Regions from separate parts of the Sus scrofa genome. Here all the other regions are linked to region 1. Evidence: chromatin contacts called from public HiChIP or PLAC-seq data. All regions are on one chromosome and are shown on one strand. The core of a region is the stretch at or near the end of the contact, and the rest is flanking DNA. Distances in the headings are between cores, read along the strand shown.

Region 1 (2,855 bases), core at 96-2,595:
CAGGGACAAAACCCATCAAAATGTGTGCGAACGTTGTAGTCGCAGGGGCTCGGGGCCACTGGTCAAGCAGATCGTCCTGTGGCCACTCACAGCCATGAAAAAGTCTGGTCACCCTCCGAACTGCCCGTCTTGACAGGGGACCGTCCCCTCTGTCGGTGGTTCTCACACTTTACACTTCTGCTAATCAGAATCCCTCGCCAAACCCCCGAGATTTGTTTAAAACACAGATTGCGAGCCCCACCCCACTGTCTGCTTCTTTAACCTGCCTGGCCCAGAACTTGGCGTTTCTAACAAGTTTCCAGGTGATGCTGAGACAGTGGTGATGATGAAATGAGTTAAGGTTGGTGAAGTACTTGGTAATCTGCGAGGCAGTAAATAAACTTATGAAATTCACTTGTGCTTCTTGTCTGTTTCACTAGTGTTCACATTTACATTCCCTCCAGCTACTGCTTTTTTTCCTCCCACTGTTAGATTCTCATTTTAACTCCTGAGGATGCATCAAGCGGATCCATACCTGCTCCCATCTGAAGAATGAAAAGGGAGTGTGTTAGTTTCCTAAGGCAGCCTTCACCACCTACCCTGCAGACCTGGAGGCCTAGACCACAGAATATCTTCTCACCCATCTGGAGGCTGGAAATCAGGCGTCAGGAGGGTTGTTTCTTCTGAGGCCTCTCTCCTTGGCTTATGGATGGCTGCCTTTCTTCTGTGTGTCTCTGTCCTAATCTCTTTTTAAGACCCCAGTCATGCTGGATTATAGCCCACCCATTAAAGACTTCATTTTCACTAAGTTACCTCTTTGAAGATCCTATCTCCAAATCCAATCACATCCTGAGGTTCTGGGAGTTAGGGCTTCAACAGACGAATTGGGCAGAGGAGACGGGGGCAACTCGGCCCATAACAGCTTTACTGCCCCCAAGATCCCAGAGCAGCTTCTGGGCTCAGCCTTCCCCAATCTCTACTCCATCCTTGTGCCCTCCCCTGGAGCTGGCTCGCATGTGGACTGACAAACACAAACCCTTAAAGTGCTGTGACTCACAGCTGGAAGGACTTAAAATCCAGCTCAGGGTCCTTGAGAATATGATCAGCACAACACTCCAATGTGTGAAAAGAATCTATGAGAAATTCGGAACCCCAGCAGACCTTTCAGAACTGGCCCTTTACAGTTTGTTAATGACGAAGTAGAGAAGCAGCCTTACCTCTGCCCTGCCCTCGTGGGAGCTATGCCCTCTGCCTGGTACCTGTGCCGTCTCTGGAAAGTTCAAGAAGGAGGGTCTGTGTTGAACACATGCAATAAAGACGCTTCCTTCCTCCTGCTATCTGGGAGAGTGCTGGCAGCGTTTAAGCTAGGGAGGCCGGAGGAGGCAGAGACTAGAGCTGTTTACACTGATCCCAGGCTAACCAGAGACAGCTGATCTTCAGCAAATCAGTAATAGCCCTGAATTAAGGATCCTCCCAAAGCCTCATTCCCAATCCCCTGCTGGTCCTGTCTTTACTTTGTGGCTTCAGCTAACACCAGGCGAGACTCTCCCCAATCTCCAGATCCAAGTAGCTACTAAATCAGCACTCCAGACTCAGTATATCCATCATAGAACTCTTTCCCCCAAACGTTGTCTCCCCACCTGCATCCTCTATCTGAGTGACTGGCAAAGGTGCACATCCCATTCAATCCACCTGCTACTGTGTCTTGGATGCCTCACAGCAGCCCCTTTGCTTCTCCATACCCATCACTACTACCCAGGCCAAAGCCCTTTGTGCCGTTTCTCCTGTTTTTTTTTTTTTTTCCCTGCTTTTTAGGGCTGCACCCACAGCATATGGAGATTCCCAGGCTAGGGGTCAAACTGAAGCTGTAGCTGTAAGCCTACACCACAGCTCATGGCAACGCTGGATCCTTAACCCACTGAGCCTGGCCGGGGATAGAACCTGTGTCCTCATGGATACTAGTCAGATTCATTTCCCCTGAGCCACAATGGGAACGCCTCTCCTTGGGTGTTCAATACCAGCCTCCTAACTAGACCACTGCCACAGCATCCTTTTGGCCAGCATCCTCCATACTGCATCCTTGGGTATCTTTCAGAAGCAGAAACCTAGTTATCCTGTGCCCTTTTTTAACCCCTCAATGGATTCCTTTTGTTTCAGGAACGAATTTAAGCACCTTTGCTTGCCTCCTTCTGGAGGCTCATCTCTAACCATTTCCCCATCTGTGCCTTTCATTGGAGCCAAAGGGACCACTCCCAATGCCGGCAGATTCAAGATGGTCCATGTTCTTGGAACACAAATACCCAGCACTCTCTTCATCTAGGGAGATGGTATCACCTCTTCCAGCCTCCTCCAGAGAGTTGCCAGGTCTAGGAAGCCCACCCACCCCTTCCTGAATGAGGTGTCCTTGTGCTGCTCTTTCTGCACCCTGGGCACATCTCAACCATAGCACTTAGAGCGCTGGCCATCATTCCTGGGTCAACCTTCTGCATCTTCCAGCAAACCCTGAGGTCCCAGAGGATAAGAGCCTTAACCATTTTTGTAAGTTTGAAGTCTAGGCTGGACTGGATGCTCAAAAAGAAGTTCACTTTAAGGAATGGACTGATTCCTAGAAATTCAGAAGATTTAGTCAAATTTGGCATCTGCTAGCAAGTACTTTATCTGGAGCAATCTTCACTTTTTCTGACAATATTTATAAGCATGCTCCCTTAAGCTGCTTCCTATTGAATTATAGGTTTATCTTTTAGAATCTCTAGTTAACTTCTATGCTTCCTAAATTCCCAGGGTGCCTTAGGGTTTTTCAAGCTGCTGGTCATGAAATCAGCTTTGTGAGTAAAGATAGGCATTTAAAAAAAAATTTTTTTTTGGTCTTTTGTCAT
Region 2 (2,855 bases), core at 114-2,613, 170 kb after region 1:
CTGAAAGCACGAGTTGGGAGAATTCTTTTAGATAAGCCCATAGATGAAGAGTGTCCTACTTGGATTTAGAGGGACGTGAATTTTCCACCCACCAATGACATCCCATGCTCTGTGCCTCCCTGTACACTGTTCCTTTGTGTAGCAGCTTCTGTCATCATTTCTCCTGGAGAGCACTTGCTCACCATCCAAAATGCTTCCCAAACACTCTGCTCCTCTGAGAAGCCTCCCTGGGCCTCCCCAAGCATCAAACCATTTCATCGTCCTTGATTCCAAATCCACGTATTTATAGATCCCTCTACTCTGCTACTCTAGAATCTGCTCACTGCACTGAAATGACTGAAATTCTCTCTGCGTGTCTCTCTGTCTCTGTCTCTGCCTCTCTGAAGACATGGATGTCTCTGGCCTGGGGGACTAACTGTGTATTTGGCCCACAGCTAGTCATCAATGGGTATTTGTTGAACGAATGAAGGGTGAACCACCAGATACATCAGAAGGCCATGTGGGATTGCAGAGCTGGGACATCGAAAGAAAGAACTCATTAATCCATCAGCTTAGCAGGTCAGGTGGCTGTCTCCTGGCACAGAGCAAAGGCCTGAAAAAAAAAAATGAGATGATGTCAGAGGGAAGGGATTTTAGGCCTGACCTGGATTATGCTTGGAAGGCACACCTTAGCAGGAACCCTGGATGGCCAGGACCCAGTGCCAGCAAAATGTGCCAAAGCCCAGACCATTCCCAGATCCATTTTATCAGCTACTTTTCCAATAGAACCTTCCTTTAGGGCGATGCTCTCCAATAGGAATATGATACTGACAGGAACATGATAAGATTTCCTAGTACTGACATTTAAAAAGTAGCAAGAAATGGGTGTACTTAATTCTCAATGGATCTTATTTGATGCAGTTTTTTCTAGAATACTATTTTCATGTGTGATCAATGTAAACATCATAAATGGGACATTTTGGACTCTATTTCATACTAATTCTTTGAGGTCACAGATGTGGTTTGGATCCTGTGTGGCTGTGGCTGTGGCTGTGGTGTAGGCCGGCAGCTACACCTCCAATTCGACTCCTAGTCTGGGAGCTTCCATATGCTGAAGGTGTGGCCCTAAGAAGAGAGAAAGAAAGAAAGAAAGAAAGAAAGAAAGAAAGAAAGAAAGAAAGAAAGAAAGAAAGAAAGAAAGAAAGAAAGAAAGAAAGAAAGAAAGAAAGAAAAAGAAGAAAGAAAGTTAGTTATGCATCTTAAAAGCTGTGAAGGGGAACTGCCAAATTGTCCTCCAATTTATAGTCTCACCAGCTGTGTATGAGAGTATCGGTTTCCCCCAGAAATAACTCTGGATATTGTCAGTTGCAGTTTTTGGTTAGCAGAGCAATTTTAAGTCATCACCAGGCATTTTTCCCTTCCCTCAAGGAGAGGCAGAGGGGGAGGTTGTGTGTATGGCTATAAAAGATCAGGTATTTTAACTTGTAGATCCATAAAGGAGTCCCCCTGCATCCCCACATACCCCCCATATCACTTCCACAAAGAATACGTTGGTGAAGTGTTTTTTTAACCTATGAGTTTACTTAATGAGTCAATCTCTATATTGTGGGGGGGGGGGGGGAATTGCTGCTGCACTCGAAGCACATGGAGGTTCCCATGCTAGGGGTCTAATTGGAGCTACAGCTGCCAGTCTATGCCTCAGCCACAGCAATGCCAGATCCAAGCTGCATCTTCGACCTACACCACAGCTCACAGCAACGCCGGATCCTTAACCCACTGAGCAAGGCCGGGGATTGAACCTGCATCTTCATGGCTCCTAGTCGGATTTGTTTCTGCTGCACCACAATGGAAACTCTGAATGAGTCAGTCTCTTAAATTGAGGCAGCGCATGCCTCATAGCCAAGTGTGTAGAGGACCCTATGCTTAAGAGCACAGCCTGGCATGTGTTATGTATGTAATACCTCTGTAGCCACTGCCAGATCTAGACCAGGTGCATTTCCAGAACCCCAGAAATTCCACACTTACTAGCTCTCTCCCCATAGTAAGCCCCCTCTTGACTTCTGCCACTATTGATTAACTTTGCCTGTTGTTGAACTTCCTACAAATGAAATTGTGAAATATGTCCTCTTTGGGTCTGGGATCTATCATGTAATGTTGTTTGTGAGATTCATTCATGTTGTCACAGGATACAGTGTGTTCCTTTTCATCTTACATCAGGTGTGTTATTTTTCGTTGTATGCATAGGCTATAATGTAGTTATCAGTGTTGTTTCTAGCTTGGGGCTGTTTTTCCACATGTCTTTAGCTGGATATATTGAGAATATACCGAAGAGTGGAATGACTGGGTCACAGGCTTCGTGAGTGTTCACTTCTTTTTTTTTTTTTTTTTTTTTTTTGCTTTTTAGGGCCACACTCACAGCATATGGAGGTTCCCAGGCTAGGGGTTGAATCAGAGCTACAGCTGCTGGCCTTCACCACAGCCACAGCAATGCAGGATCCAAGCCCAGTCTGCAACCTACACCACAGCTCATGGCAACAACAGATCCTTGACCGGCTGACTGAAACTTCCAGAGATGGAAACTGTGTCCTCAGAGATACTAGTTGGATTTGTTTCCCCTTTGCCAAAATGGGAACCCTTAAAATCTTTATGATAGTCAACCTTCCAAAGTAGGAACATAAGAATATTTATTTAAGTTTTCTTGAATTTCTCTAAATATTTTACAGTTGTCAGTGTAGAGTTACTGAGCACCTTTGGTTCCTAGATATTTGCCTTTTAATCCTATGTAAATGACATTTTAAATTGAATTTTCTAATTTTTAGTTGCTATAATGACAATTGCATTTTTTAAAATTGACCTTGAATCCATGAAAGATTCAC
Region 3 (2,855 bases), core at 238-2,737, 140 kb before region 1:
GGTGTAGGCTGGTGGCTACAGCTCCGATTAGACCCCTAGCCTGGGAACCTCCATATGCCACAAGTGTGGTCCTGAAAAGCAAAAAAAAAAAAAAAATCAATCAAGTAGCTATTTCCCTTGGGTGCAAAGCTGTGGCTCTTATCCAACCCTACTCCTTCAACCTTACTGTCAAAGAGAACAGAGAGGAGTAAGGAATGTCATTTTGGAAGAGAAATGTACAGGGAGAGGTCATTCTAGAGCACGTTCCGTCTAACCTGCATCGCGACATCATCTGTCCACTTGTGACAGCCCTCAAACCCGGGTCCCCCGGCTCCTAGGACTGTTCTTTGTGCTGTCCCACATTACTGCCCAGCGATGGTTCTCCACGTATGACCTCACCCCCTAGAAAGGCTTCACTATAAAACTCGATCAAGTCTCTATATGGACATGGAGAATAGACTTGCAGTTGCCAAACGGGAGTGGATGGGGGGTGGGGTGGACAGGAAGTTTGCGGTTTGCAGATGCAAACTATCATATATAGAATGGATCAACCACAAGGTCCTACTGTACAGCCCAGGGAACTATATTCAGTATCGTGAGATAAAACAAAATTGAAAAAGGATGTGCGTGTGTGTACACACACACACACACCTCTCCATATCTGAGTCACTTTGCCGTACAGTAGAAATTATCACATCGTAAATCAACCACACTTTAAAAAAAGGGGGGGAGGGGGAGTTCCCACTGTTCTACCAAAGGTTTGGAATTCAGCGGCAGCAGCTCAGGTCCCTGCAGAGCCATGGGTTTGATCCCCGGCCTGGGCGGTGGCTTACATGCCTCTGGCATTGCTGCACCTGTGGAATAGGTTGCAGCTGTAGCTTGGATTCAATCTCGGGAACTTTCAGATGCTGAGGGTGTGGCCACTGAAAAATAAGGGATTCTGCGTCTCGAAAACATCCTGGACTAAATGGAAAAGAGTCAGCAGTTCCTGATTAAGTCCATAATAATAAGTCCTGATACAGGACTTGACAGCACAGGTTACACAGTGAGCAGAGCCCTAGGAAAATACATGAGCTATGCCCCTCTGTTCTTTGGGATGTCACCTCCCACTTTCCACCCAGTGACTGCCAAGGACAATGCATATTCAAGCACCACAGGGCACTCGAATTAATTGAGCGGTACTAGGCCACCTCTCCAGGGTTTGGGCTCCAGGCTCCTTACAGAATGCAAGCCCATGGCCACCCTCTCTGCTGGCCTGTCCCCAGGCGCCAGCCTTCTCAGCCTGCCTGCTGGTCTGCCTAATAAGGCCATGTGCAAGCTGACTGGCTGGCTGGCTTCTGGGTCACCTACTGTTCACCGTACAAACTGGGGGGGCTCGCGAGCAAAGCCAGAGCCTACCTTTTGGCAGACAAAGGGTTAGCTGCTGCCAAAGCTCTTAAAAGGCTGCACAGTTGGGCCATTGACATAATAATAGAAACCTCCTCCAGCTGAGCCTGCCAGACTCCAGCCTGGGGATCAGCTTTCTGGGTTAAAGGAACTTCACTTGGGCTGTGGCCTGGAGCAAGAGGCCATACAAGGGAAAGTTCTTTGCTCCAGGCCCTTCCAGGCTCCGACAAAGACCGCACACCATCAGTCTGTGGAGCAGCCTATTCAGCCTGCACCCTGACTCCTCCAGAGGCCCCCACTTCAAAAATAGCAACAGACCCTCTCCAGAGAGATTGCATGTCCTGGGTCCTTAAAGGAGAGTCACTGGGTCAGGTGCCGGAACAACCTTTTTTATTTTTTAGGTTTTTTTTTCTTTTAGGGCCGCTAGGGGTCAAATCAGAGCCACAGCTGCTGGCCTCCGCCACAGCCACAGCAACTGGGGATCTGGGCTGTGTCTGCAACCTACACTGCAGCTCACGGCCACGCCAGATCTTTAACCCATTGAGTGTGGCTAGGGATCGAACTCACGTCCTCGTAGATTCTAGTCAGGTTCTTAACCCGCTGAGCCACAATGGAAACTCCAGCTTTTGTGATTTATTCCCATTATTTAAGGCCCAGTGAGAGGGCCCAGGAGCACTATTAGTCCCTTCATCCTTCCACTGTCAACCTTGTGGCTCTCTGATTCTGGTGTTTTTTTTTTTTTTTTTTTTTTTTTTGGTCTTTTTAGGGCTGCACCCACGGCATATGGAGGTTCCCAGGCTAGGGGTCCAATCAGAGCTACAGCTGCTGGCCTACACCACAACAACGCAGGATCTGAGCCACATCTGCAACCTAAACCACAGCTCATGGCAATGCTGGAGCCTTAACCCAATGAGTGAGGCTAGGGATCGAACCTGCATCCTCATGGATGCTAGCTGGGTTTGTTAACTGCTGAGCCACAATGGGAACTCTGCTCTTTGATTCTGAATTAGCCCTTCCACCAAGGACATGGCCAGGAAAAGCAAAGGCGAGAGAGGCTTAGCTCCTGGTCATGAGCTCTGTCCACTAAGACTCCTGGAGGCACAAGCCTGGATGGCCTGAACCATCCTGCAAAAAGTTCAGAGGTCAAACCTCAGGACATTCGGAATTACAAACTAAAGATACAAAAGCAGGAAAAAAAATGAGTAAATTAATTTCTCAAATATTCAGCAGTGATGACTGAGCCTGTCTTGTTTATTCCAATGAAATGCAATGTCATAAAAGAAAATTCCTTAATAGAAAAACTAAAAATTATAGGAAAAAAAAAATTCCTCCCTTCTAGTCCCTGTGACCCCCTCCTAACGACAGAGATAGGACCGAATTACCCTCCCCCTGGGCATTTCTAGCTTAAGCGGGGCTGTCTAACAAGATTCCACACAAGAGATCTATTCATAGACTTGATTATGTTAGACGAGCAAGTGACACTTGGTTTG
Region 4 (2,855 bases), core at 174-2,673, 140 kb after region 1:
AGTCAACAAGAAAATAAGACCTCATCTTGTCTGCAAGGAGCTAGCTTCTGAAAACCACCTGTGATCCCAGAAGGGGTCCCTGAGCCCCAGATGAGATCACAGCCCCTTGATTTCAGCCTGGGGATCCCTGGAGCAGAGGCCTCAGCTGAGCCATGTCCAGACTCCTGACCCACAGACACTGGGAGATGAAAACTGCGTGTTGTTCTAAGCCACTGTCCATGGTGAGCTGTTATGCAGCACAGAACCTGAATATAAAGCCCCTCACCCCTTTGTCACAGCTCTCAGCTGGCTTGGTCACACAGCACCCCTCACCCAGTGATGGATAACTGAGGCATGGTGTTGCCCCGGGGATCCCTGCTTCTGAATGGAAATGCCTTCCGTCTCTTCCCCTCTGCACCATCATGCCCCCTCCCAAACTCCAAATGTTCACTGGGCACAGCTACATGCCAGGAGGCCCATGTAGCCTCCCAGGCATCCTGCCCATGGTGCCTGGGGTCATGGCCACTGCACACCTAGAGACACTCCCTTCCTGAGGTTTTTTTTTTTTTTTTTTTTTTTTTTTTTTTTTGGTCTTTTGAGGGCTGCACCCATGGCACATGGAAGTTCCCAGGCTAGGGGTCAAATTGAGCTACAGCCTTGGCCTACACCACAGCCCCAGCTACAGCCACTTGAGATCTGAGCCATGTCTGCGACCTACACCACAGCTCACAGCAATACTGGATCCTTAACCTGTTGATGGAGGCCAGGGATTGAACCTACATCCTTGTGGATACTATTCGGGCTCATTAACCACTGAGCCACGATGGGAACTCCCCTGCCTGAGGTCTTAACACCCAGGCAAGAAGGGAGCACAGAGACCAGAACCCAGGTTTTCCCAACTCCGAATTTCACACGCTTTCTCCTCTGCACATTGCAGAACTGCAGACAATTGTCAAAGGCTTGAGGAGGGGTGTCAGAAAGGGGCAGTTTCATCAAATTACCCACTAGACCCCAGGGTTAGAAACCTGGGTGGAGGGGCCTTGCCTGCAGGAGATGCTGGGGAAGGGGTGAGTGCCAAAGCAGGGTTTCTGCCTCTCTGTGGTCCTTATCTGACCTCCGGCATCCACAGAACATCACACAAGAAGGCCAGGAAATTCACCGTTGCTTTGGGAGAGGCTCTGAGGCCCCCTGAGCATCCTCTGGTCTCTGCTTCCCTTCCTGTGACACCTGGAACAATCAGGAGTTGGCAGTGATCTCCTCATTCCTGGGAGGCAACAAGCCCAGAAAGGCCAATCCGAGGAGAAAGAGGGGTGCTTCCCAGAAATCCCACCCTTGACTGCTGAGCCTCTCAGAAGGCAAATAGAAGAGAAAATAGGAACGGGAACTTTGTGGGTGGGAGTGGGTAGAAAAACAGGGTTTCTGCCCTAAGCTCAGATAGGGACTGACTTGAGGGGGTGAAGAAGGAAGGAAGCTGCCAGTAAGTGACAAGTTCCGAATACCAGTCAGCATACACTTTCATTCTCCACCAATCACTGGAGATTGTGGGCAAACTGTCTTTTTTTTTTCTTTCTAAGAGATAAGAAGAAATAATATGCAAACAGTCATAGTTCAGAATCTGTGGATTCTTCCTGAGAAATACTGAAAACAAGTTAATGCAGCTTTAATTCCCAGAGAGATTAGCCTCCAGTCCTGGCTCGGGCACTATCTTTCCTTAACACAGCTTGTCTCTGCTGATAAAATGGGCTAATCTTGTGTGGGGTTGGGGGCATATTTGTGCTTTTCTTGTGCCTCCCCCCTCCCCAGGTGTTTGTTTTGTTTTTTCCCAAAGCAGGGACAGGAAAACGTCTTTTGTTCTCAGCAGTCTTTCTGGTCGTCGTTGCCATAGAAATACTCCTGGGTACCATAACAGTCCACAGGATGCCCCAGGGCTGAGCTCTGCATCCTGGCCCTGCATCCTCGCTTCTTTCCGATGCTCTAAGTGTTCTGGGTGGAGGATGAGGATGGCTGTTCTCTTCTGCTCTGTTCTTACATGGCTTTTCCTTCCAACATGTTATTATGAAAATGTTCAAACACATGACAGTGTAGAAAGGGTCTTTTTAACGGACACCTTCCACCCAGACCCTGCAGTTAATGGTTTCCCTTACTTGTTTTGCACCCAATCGGTCCAACTCCCTATTTACCCACCAATCTTTCTTGTTCTATAGGACGCACTGCCAAGTAGATTATAGCCATCAGTGCACCATCCCCTACGTATTTCAGCATGCATACCATCAATGAGCGTTCAAGGTCCATTGTGGTTTTTTTCTTTTGATGTCAAATTTGCAGATGATGAAATGCGCAAATCTTCTGTGTGCTCTGGCTGAGTGTGAGCGTAGGTATATTCTCTTGTAACCCAAACCCCCAGCAGGAGAGAGCAGCTTGCCTTCATGCCAAGGGGGAGGGGGGCTTGCTCTGTGCCCCTTCCAGTCCCATCCCGTCCCTGCTCCACCCCTAGAAGAGGCTCTTTTCTTTTTCTTTTTAATTTAGGGCCCCACCTGCAGCATAGGGAAGTTCTCAGGCTAGGGATCAAATCAGAGCCATAGCTGCCAGCCTGTGCCACAGCCATGTGGGATCCAAGCTGGTTCTGTGACCCACACCACAGCTCATGGCAATGCCAGATCCTTAACCCACAGAGTGAGGCCAGGTATCAAACCCATGTCCTCATGGATACCATCCGTATTAGTTACCAATAAGCCAAAACAGGAACTCCAAGGAGAGCCTCGATTCTGATTTTCCGTCGTAGGTTAGTGTTTTTCTCTTCTAGAAAGCTGTGTAAGTGGAACAATACTGCTCATATGCTTTCATGTAAACCTTCTTTGCTCAGCCCACTGATTGTA

Evidence for each region. HiChIP or PLAC-seq counts read pairs in DNA pulled down with a chosen protein or histone mark.
Region 2: an H3K27ac HiChIP or PLAC-seq map of skeletal muscle shows a contact between it and region 1, with 7 times the contacts expected there. The contact joins the enhancer-like site here to the promoter of SVIL in region 1. A contact is called at or near these places in 1 of 5 promoter capture datasets (liver), 13 of 47 Hi-C or Micro-C datasets (alveolar macrophages, embryonic fibroblasts, fetal skeletal muscle and 7 more) and 2 of 2 datasets of contacts at active chromatin or transcription factors (alveolar macrophages and skeletal muscle).
Region 3: an H3K27ac HiChIP or PLAC-seq map of skeletal muscle shows a contact between it and region 1. The contact joins the enhancer-like site here to the promoter of SVIL in region 1. A contact is called at or near these places in 13 of 47 Hi-C or Micro-C datasets (alveolar macrophages, blood, embryonic fibroblasts and 7 more) and 2 of 2 datasets of contacts at active chromatin or transcription factors (alveolar macrophages and skeletal muscle).
Region 4: an H3K27ac HiChIP or PLAC-seq map of alveolar macrophages shows a contact between it and region 1, with 9 times the contacts expected there. The contact joins the enhancer-like site here to the promoter of SVIL in region 1. A contact is called at or near these places in 2 of 47 Hi-C or Micro-C datasets (mesenteric adipose tissue and subcutaneous adipose tissue) and 2 of 2 datasets of contacts at active chromatin or transcription factors (alveolar macrophages and skeletal muscle).

The regions. Positions count from the first base shown.
Region 1 is chr10:41,174,848-41,177,702 of Sscrofa11.1, reverse strand. SVIL (supervillin) reads right to left here and starts at 1,345. Exons shown (of 36, transcript XM_021064788.1): 1 at 1,197-1,345.
Region 2 is chr10:41,009,044-41,011,898 of Sscrofa11.1, reverse strand. No RefSeq gene overlaps it. Among named protein-coding and RNA genes, the nearest start is that of JCAD, 100 kb to the right of the region's middle. Within about 2 kb of position 1,363, at least 1 of the 83 cell types and tissues checked has an H3K27ac peak or open chromatin away from gene starts, as enhancers often do. A contact at or near this core is called in skeletal muscle, where this site is marked.
Region 3 is chr10:41,317,988-41,320,842 of Sscrofa11.1, reverse strand. The region is part of intron 3 of SVIL (supervillin); the gene reads right to left. Among named protein-coding and RNA genes, the nearest start is that of SVIL, 140 kb to the right of the region's middle. Within about 2 kb of position 1,487, at least 28 of the 83 cell types and tissues checked have an H3K27ac peak or open chromatin away from gene starts, as enhancers often do. A contact at or near this core is called in epiblast stem cells, fetal skeletal muscle, skeletal muscle and 1 more, where this site is marked.
Region 4 is chr10:41,037,884-41,040,738 of Sscrofa11.1, reverse strand. No RefSeq gene overlaps it. Among named protein-coding and RNA genes, the nearest start is that of JCAD, 130 kb to the right of the region's middle. Within about 2 kb of position 1,423, at least 2 of the 83 cell types and tissues checked have an H3K27ac peak or open chromatin away from gene starts, as enhancers often do. A contact at or near this core is called in alveolar macrophages, where this site is marked.